Regions from separate parts of the Danio rerio genome. Here all the other regions are linked to region 2. A link is a contact called in public HiChIP or PLAC-seq data. All regions are on one chromosome and are shown on one strand. Each heading gives the region's core, a stretch centred on a gene start, on an enhancer-like site or on the middle of the called end of the contact. The rest is flanking DNA. Distances are from core to core; before and after follow the strand shown. Region 1 holds the start of adcyap1b (adenylate cyclase activating polypeptide 1b). Region 2 holds the start of lpin2 (lipin 2). Region 3 holds the start of stam (signal transducing adaptor molecule (SH3 domain and ITAM motif) 1).

Evidence for each region. HiChIP or PLAC-seq counts read pairs in DNA pulled down with a chosen protein or histone mark.
Region 1: an H3K4me3 HiChIP or PLAC-seq map of embryo shows a contact between it and region 2, with 5 times the contacts expected there. The contact joins the promoter of adcyap1b here to the promoter of lpin2 in region 2. A contact is called at or near these places in 3 of 18 Hi-C or Micro-C datasets (caudal fin, fibroblasts and an unstated tissue) and 1 of 4 datasets of contacts at active chromatin or transcription factors (embryo).
Region 3: a contact with region 2 is called in an H3K4me3 HiChIP or PLAC-seq map of embryo, with 6 times the contacts expected there. The contact joins the promoter of stam here to the promoter of lpin2 in region 2. A contact is called at or near these places in 1 of 18 Hi-C or Micro-C datasets (an unstated tissue) and 1 of 4 datasets of contacts at active chromatin or transcription factors (embryo).

Annotation. Positions count from the first base shown.
Region 1 is chr2:34,267,047-34,270,043 of GRCz12tu, reverse strand. It overlaps adcyap1b (adenylate cyclase activating polypeptide 1b), which reads left to right and starts at 1,685. Exons shown (of 5, transcript NM_214715.2): 1 at 1,685-2,023; 2 at 2,417-2,521. The coding sequence starts at 2,418. It also overlaps a transcript of yes1 not described here.
Region 2 is chr2:33,919,310-33,922,322 of GRCz12tu, reverse strand. It overlaps lpin2 (lipin 2), which reads right to left and starts at 1,480. Exons shown (of 20, transcript XM_702758.9): 1 at 1,234-1,480. It overlaps myom1a (myomesin 1a (skelemin)), which reads right to left. Exons shown (of 38, transcript NM_001161340.1): 38 at 1,885-3,013.
Region 3 is chr2:34,402,016-34,404,972 of GRCz12tu, reverse strand. stam (signal transducing adaptor molecule (SH3 domain and ITAM motif) 1) reads right to left here and starts at 1,492. Exons shown (of 15, transcript NM_200120.1): 1 at 1,298-1,492. The coding sequence starts at 1,337. The region is part of intron 3 of LOC141378367 (a long non-coding RNA gene); the gene reads left to right.

The sequences.
Region 1 (2,997 bases), core at 436-2,935, 350 kb before region 2:
TGCATTATTGTCGATAGCCCATAAGGCATTGTCCATAGTGTGTATGTGTGTGAATGAGTGTGTATGGATGTTTCCTAGTGATGGGTTGCAGCTGGAAGAATATCTGCTGCATAAAAACATATGCTGGAAATGTTGGTGGTTCATTCTGCTGTAGTGACCCCAGATTAATAAAGGGACTAAGCCGAAAAGAAAATGAATGAACGGTTACATTTCTGAAGCCTTGCCAACAAAACTAAAGCCTGTTAGTACATATATATATATATATATATACATTACTTTTTGTTAATCTATTTATAACGATGAGCAAGGGTTAAATAAATTCAATAATCAGGTAAAAGAAAGAAAAAAAAACAACAGATGTTTAACCCCGTTTCAACCAAACCCAAACGTAATAGCACAATTTAAGCATAACTTACTCATACAGCAACATAGATCTAAAGTTTCAGTGACCACATCTTTGAACATCTTTTTCAAATGTTTCGCTAATCACTAGTTATAAAGATTTTAAAATTAAAGTCTTTTGCACATAACTCGTGCGGTAACTATAGCAACAGCACGTTTCAGAAGACATAATGTAGGTCTGTATCGACAAAGCATAGCCTACTGTCGCATTATATCACTTCATTAGCGTTCACACCAAACGTATTTTATTATAGACAAGTTTACATAAAACCAAGGCTAAAAGACGCAGACAGATGATCCGGACATCTGAAATCAACTTTGGCAATACGCATTTATACGTAGTGTGTGAACTGGAACACTTGGTGGCAGTATTGAAGTAAAAACAGACCTGAGATGATCTTGAACCCAGGCTCAGATTCATTGTTAAAATAAATCACGCACTGTGTACGAAATGAGTGAGTATACATACCAAGCGGTGACTTATAGTTTCGTCATACGACGTCAGAGTTCACTGATCGTAAGCATGAATTAATTCATAGCAAAGCTATGGTCGTGCACGACTCCAAACTTCGTCATATGTGTGCGGACAGGCCAGTGAATACACTTGGGATCTACTCTGCTCATAAAACCTTGACAAATCCACGTATTCTACTTGATTAAAATACTTATATTAAACTTTATGTTATAAGTGGAAGAAATACAGATGTGTCATCCTGAAAATAAATATATATATTCCACAGATGCAGTAATTTCCGTTTACAAAAAAAAAAGCCATGACGCATATGAGACCAAAATAAATAATTGAATCTGTTATTAATTGTTTCTTAAAATAAAAGTATACATTATTGTCAGGGCAGAATTCAGAATATAACACGAGCAAAAAAATATATAAGCTATATGAGGTAGCGTTACATATAAACTAAGCTATTTCAGAACCGCAGTGGTGGACAGCTCTCGAAGACGTGACCCCGTGACAAATGTGGCGTTATTGAACAAGGCACTTTTTGTTTGTCGTGTCCACCCTCTATTGCCCCATCATTGCAGTGCCTGAGTGTCAGTGTGGAGTGACTGATGTGGTTTGGGACCTCGACACAACCCATGGACCGGTGATCCTAATTGGCAGTCACATTGTCATGTCAAGTTGAAAAAAGTTGCAAAATGTCCTTTCTCCCGAAATTACGTTTAGAGGAAAGTTCCATTTGAGGTGTATGTGTGTGTGACTCGTTCATCGATGAGGAAGGAACTGTACTATTATATCCCGGGAGGAAGGGTTGATGACGTCTGTGGCATACTTAATGTGACTTATTGAAAAAAAGGCAAGACTCCCTATTCATGGATAAAAATCCGTGGTAATCGGAGCACGGCAGAAAAAAAAGTTTTGTAAAAGGATATGTAGACAAACGAGTGCTGCTGATTTCATCGAGGTTTTGTTTGCGAAAGTGATTTTGTTTATATTGGTTATTGTATAAAAGTGAAGGGGTTGAACCGACGAGCACAGAAGCAAAGGACGGTGGCGCTTCAGGGAAGAGGTGCTGTGAGGAAGATCTCTATCTCTCTCACACAATCACAGCCGCACCCGAGTCGCATCCAACAGCATTTCTATCTACCTACTCTGCAATAGGTAGGTTAAACCCAGGGAAAAGGCGTTTTTATTCGGTTTAAACCAAGGAATTGTGATACGAAGACGCGAGAGCAACTGGATTTTGTTTTTTCTAAAAGATTATCAGCCGCTTTTATCGTTTGCCACACCGGGAGAAGGATTCTGTTGCGCATGCATGGCAATCTTTAAACTTTTCAGATCATCTTACGAGAGGAAAATATGAGTAACAAAGTATCAGTTTTGCCTTTCTGGATTTTTTAGGCTTTCTTAACAAAAGTTCTTTGCGTATTACTGTAAAACAAGCGCTATATAGGCGTCGGATAAATCAATGATTAAAAAGAAATCATTTGGACTACTCTAAATGAGTGTGTTATATTTTTAAGTTATTCATTTAACTTTCTTGTATCTTTACAGCATGGCCAGATCTAGTAAAGCGACTTTAGCGTTGATCATCTACGGAATCATGATGCACTACAGCGCCTACTGCACGCCTATTGGGATGACTTTTCCCAAGATGAGGTAGGTTTATGCCTTTCTGCTCAACGATTCGTGGTTTCATTTCATGTTGAAACGAAAAAGAGACTTATTTACAGCCTAAATATCCTACTCCAAAATCGAATATTGTAAGTGCGCAAAATGTATATATTTTTAATAATTATTATTTCTTAAATAGCATAATTTCTTTTTTAGATGGGAATAAAATAGGCTTTGTTGAATAATTATGTAGACTTCAAACAGTAACAAACCCAACGAGATTTCCCCCTGAGTGTTCACGCAAGGCTACAGTGCAAGCGCAATGTGGGAGGGCGTTCGCATCGCTAAGAAGGAATTTCTCCATCGGGACAGGCAGATGCAGTGTAGCTTGTATGAAAATGAGAAACCAATGAATGTAACGGGTGGCCCGTAAGATGACGGTACAGTGGCGTCACTGTACAAACCGAAGAAAAAACGAATGAGAATGCTCAGTGCGGGACCCTTTTGTTGTGTGAATTTAC
Region 2 (3,013 bases), core at 231-2,730:
TGGCAGGTTATACCCCAAAATGGAACCAGGGTTGAAAAGGTGAAGTCAGGTTATAAAACTGAAAACTTTTTTGAATCAATTCTGACCTTGAAAAGCACACCTTCGCAGAATTAACACAAATGGTTGGTACACTGAATTTACAAAATGGTTTAACCGCCTGATTTGCTTGACATTTTTTGCTTGACATTTTGCTGTGTCGTCCACTTGCATAACATAAAAAGGTAATTGAGTTCAGTTACAAAAGACAAACAAGTCAGCAAAAATAATCACAAGCATTCTCTCCTGCTGAACAAAATCTAGACGTATAAACAAAGAAAGCCAATACAATTTAGAAATGCCTATATTACAGCTCCTCAAATGTGGTCTCCTCAAATGTTGCTCAAGGTTTAATTTTTCAATTCTTTGACATTGAGAGGTAAACAACATGACTTGTCATTCAGGAGAGACACAAAGCATAGAGTATGTGTGAACAACAATGTCATAACAAGATATAGCCAGAAGCCATGTATTAAATAACAGAAAGTTATATCGGGTAACACAGTAGTAGAAAACAAAGTTAAAACAGTGACTTGCATTTAACGGCTCGACAATACTCGTTTAAAAGCAAAAGTGCTGCTCACAGTTGTAAACAAGTTCAGACAAGTTTGAGTACAGCTGTCTTTATCAGCACTAATGCTCACTAATACCACATGAGCCTGCGATTGCTTAACAGCCCTGGCTGTTTGTATGTCAAATTATCACAGAAAAATTGTTTATCTGATAGAAATTAAGTGACTAGTTTTGTAATTAGTCTTATTAAAAATACAAAATCATCGAAATCGCACACACACTAACGTTAATGCTCTCTGTGTGTCAAACTCCTGTCGGTCAGTGCAATGACATAATGCTGTTGTTTAGTAAAATTGCAGTCTTCTACATCCACACAACATCTCTCATCGGCATACAAGTGATGTTTGTATCTAAATGTAGCATTAGCTAGCTTCAAACGAACAAATAACCAAATTGAAGGCATGTCATGTTAGGTTTTAACGTTAATATGATACAGGGGATGATCCTGTCACAGCATCAGCATTCTGGTTAGCTCGACTAGCCGACGGGCTAAATGACACTTGCACCTATATGCTGTCAAAGCACAACGCGCTTCAGCTTTAAAATAAACATTACACACATTTACGTTGTATATTAGCCTAAAATAGTTAACGTTAACTAGGAAACGTCACGAGTAATGTTTACCTTTCAGTTGCTGCTGTTGTTGAGATACTGGACGTTTTGTCGCCGTCTGCTTGTCCGCGCCGACGTTATTCATTCATTTCAACAAGCAGCGAGTATTTACAGCTCTCCATGTCTGCCGGATCCCTCCTGATGTTTTGGTGTATCATAACACTGAGTATTTTTTTTCGGAGGGTCACTTCTACGGTACAACCACCGCGAACCGGTCAGGCAGCGGCTCACACACACAGCGGCGGCGGTTGGCCGTGACGTGACGCGACGCAGGCAGGCACTTCAAAAAGAGGCCTCTCACGTGACCCGCCAAAGCAGAATTTCCCCTGGCTAAAAATCACCAGATCAACCTCCTCAACCACTTCCTTCTAGAAGGTTGTTTGTGATTATGCTTGCTCCGTACCTATTCAGTCGACAAGCGGTTTCATTTTCATTATCATGCTCTCTTATCATGCATAAATATGATGTAAACTAATTTGAAACGGTGCAGGTCCTTACAATTACAGGACTGGCAGGTTTAAAGGCATACACACTTTTCGCATTATAACTGGTTAATTTTATTGCATAGCACTGACTATGATCTGTATATCAGCTATGACCACAAAGCAACAAAAGCGTCTTGACTCAATAGCATTTGCATTTGCTTATCTGAAGGACCTACACAGATTAAACTGTCTTGCTGCTTACTGTATTATATTCAAACCTTACACATATTAACACATAAAATGCATTAAGCAAGATATATCAGCAGACATATAACAATAAATCATAAAACTACAAATGAGAGTATCCAGATATATATTTTTTACAGAGAAAGGATTTACCAAATCACATTGGCTATAGCAACCTTTACCCAACTTTAAATTTCTGTTGTCTACAGCTGAAAGACAATTTGATTTTAATCATATGATACACTGTCTCACAAAACAGTATATTCACACTGACAATCAGTTTTAATTAAACCATGACAACAGTTGAGATACATGCTATTTTCACACTAATGTTCCAGTTTTGCTTAAAAATAAAGCAACAACCAAAGCTTTTTAATTCAAAACATTAATTTTGCTATACTCAAGTGTTTTTAATACGTTTTAATAACACAAAGCAACAAGATGCACATCTTCAGTTGCTAAAATGCTTTTCACAAATGTTTTTCACACATTAATGGTTTCAGGATTAAGAAATTATCATATTTCATTAGTTTTATAAATTAGAAATTTAAGCTGCATGTACTGGTAATTCAATTTGAGGTTATCCACTTGAGTATTTTCTTTTTTTTCAGGTTTATACATTAGCCTAGGTTAGCAGTTTAAAAGTATATGTTTGCTACCACAATCTGGGATTGATACTTCTAGAGAAACTTTTAAATGTTGGCAACCTCCAATCAACATCCACATGCCTTTACTAAAATTAAAAAAAAAAAAAGATTTATCTTGGTGTATTTCTGACATCCATTTCACCATCATCAAGACCTTAATTCATCTTCAGAACCAAAATGAAAATATTTAGTCAAATTCAAAGAGCTTTCTGCCTGTTCACTGAAAGTCTATCACTCATATAGATAACATTACAAAATATTGTAAAGCATCAGAAGTTTGAATGACAACTTTAAACAGAAGAACAGAAATCTCTCAGCCATCACAAATGATTCCTCAAGAGTCTCACGGGTTTGCAATTACAGTGAGTGAATGATTACAGAACTTACATTTTGTGGCGAGCTAACCCTTTAAGTTTATCATAGTGTGAAAAGCCTAGAAACAAAACCTGCATAACTTGCCCATATCTTTCATCC
Region 3 (2,957 bases), core at 243-2,742, 480 kb before region 2:
GTGGAGTTTGCACGATCTCCACTTGTTGGCGTGGGTTTCCTCCGGGTGCTCCGGTTTCCACCACAGTCCAAAGACGTGCTATAGGTGAATTGAATACACTAAATTGGCCATGGTGTGTGTGAATAAGTGTATGTTTCCCAGTGTTGGCTTGCTGCTGGAAGGGCATCCGCTGCATAAAACATATGCTGGATATGAGAAAATGCAATGAAAAAAAAACGAATGATGCCATTTAAGAATATGGGTTTCTGCAAAAAGCTTATTATTATACATTTTGTAGAGTATTGATTATTATTAAAATATTTTAGCTTGGAATCATTCACAGCAACCTTTGTGAATCTGATTTTCTTTTAAGTCCTATAAAAATCATTTAAAGGCACATCAGATATCTCCCCTTACTAAAAAAGGTTAACCAGTGACCTACATTCACTTTGAGATTGTGTTGACCAGTCTCGCAAACAGTCAAATAGAGAACAGAGGTCAGTTGAAACATAAAAACACACCGCCCATGTTCAATATCTGCAATTTCAACATAAATACTAATACAAAACACTGAACAGTAGACCAATTCTTTACTGAAAATCCCTTATGCCATCAGACTGTCAATGACGTCTGCAGTTACTGTAATGCACATAACATACATGTGAATATAGAATCTAACCCTAACACTTCATGCATCAAAGTGCCTACATATACATTACATTAGCAGATGCTAACTGGGTTGGTTAACTGTTGCCCAGCAAAACTCACATAAGCAGGCTCAGAATACAACAAAGTTAAACACAATACAGATCTGTAACATTAATAATAGCCTACTATAGCGGATATTGTAGGAGCATACACAGCTCATAACACATAAAAGGAGCAGGCGGGGTCATTTGCAGCGTCACTGTATGCACCGTTAGCTTGAGTGTTGGATACATATATATAATAAAGTAGTAATATGTCCTAAATCGTACAATATGACCCGTGAGTACGTGTTTTTACCAAATAGTGCGCTGTCAGGGCCGTACAAACAAAGCGAGTCGACAGTCCCAGCTCCTTCGGCAACAAACTTGGCTAGCAATCAGGCTAATAACATGTTAAGCTCACGAGTTGTGAGCGTGTTGTCATGTTAATAACCTCAAGATAAATTCGCGATTGTTGATTATTCATTCACCGGAACACCATTACGGCAATGTCTCGAGTATTTCAAGTAAAACTGAAGCGATACATAAAGCCGGTGTGTTGGCGTGAACAACAATAGACACAGCAGAGCTCCGTTAGCTCGACCGCTAAATGCATGACAGCTCAAACTTACCAACATCTTGATCAAATGGATTTGTCGTGAAGAGAGGCATGGCCGAGAAATACACGCTACCAAACCTAAACTCGATCCTCTTCTTGTGCTTCTCCCTGTCAGCACTTGATTAAAAGTGAATGAATAAACATAATAGAACAGAAACTCCGCTCAGTGTCGCTGACGGGAATCGGGATCCCCTACTCAGTCACTCACTCCCTGCAGTGGTGCATTCTGGGTAATACACACGCCGCACAGTTAAACATACAAACAGACGGGCATAGCCAAATAAATATGATTCCCCTGGTAAAGGATTGGTGTTTGGACGGTGGGGTTTATTAATCATGTGGTGTAAACAATGATTTATAGGAGTTAAGGACAGTTCGGTGACAAATCATATGACTTGATCATCACATGGTACGACAGGCTCTCTGACTCAGCAGTCACGAGATTATATTTACATTCACCCCCTCTTGTTTTGTTTATTTGGTTAAAAATCTAAATTTGTGATTTTTTTCATTATTGGGGAATTAAGACAACTTGTTGTTTATTCAAACTACAATTAAGACTGTGAGGGGAAATTGTTAGAACTAAAATAGAATATTGGTGTGGGGAAATTGTAGTAATTTTTCAGAAACTGAGCTGTGGATGTGTTCATAGTGCTTTGCAATGGCATTATATTTGTATAAGTAATAAACTATGAATTCAAACGGACTTACCTTCAAACATAGGGGCTTCCAAAAATATATTTTTGAGGTTACATTTCCTGATCTAAAAATACCTCATGCATTTATACAAGTTTAAAATGTAGTTTAAAAATGTAAAACCATAAAGTTAAATAAATACTATACCTTCAAATGTTTGGGCTCTTTATAATGTTTTAGAGCAGGGGTTCCCTAACTTTTCAGCACGCGACCCCAAAATAACAATGCCAGTGACTTGTGACCCCCACATTCCTCAGAAGTGTAATAATAATAATAGGCCTATATAAACATGAGCGTATTGACAACACGAAAAAAGTGCAGCAGTCTAACAACCATAGGCTAGAATTTATTTGGTGAATGAATGAATTTATTTATTTAACAGGGACAATGCACAAAAATTACATTAACCACAGAGGAAAGATGCATTGTGCCAGGTTGTAGCAGGATTGCTAATTTCCAACTGCAGTCCCTGGACAGGTTAGAATTAAAACAATGATATCCAATTAGTTAAAAAGTCAGATTAAAACATTCAGGCACAATCGCATATAAACTAAAACCCTGACAACTCAAAAACATCTCACTCAGTGTGTACAAATTTGATTTCACAAAAACCACCTCCTAGTCAGGAGTGAAAACATCATATAATTTGTACATGTGATTATTTCTGTTGGGACAGAATTCCATAGATTTGAGGCTTTATAAATAAAAGAGAATTGACCAAAAGAGGGGCAATACATTCCCCTTTTACCATAGAATGCGTCACTTGCGATGTTTTCTGATTTGGAATTTAAAATAATTTTTTAAACGATGGAGCAGAAAGATTGTGAATAATTTTAAAAACAAAACAAATATTGTATTATTTAATATTATGTTTTTAAAGAGATCGCAGTGATGGTACAACCAAGGCTTGAACTTTAAGTGCTCTCTTGTATATTGATTTCAACAGTGTTAAAGATGATTTACATGATTGAGACCAG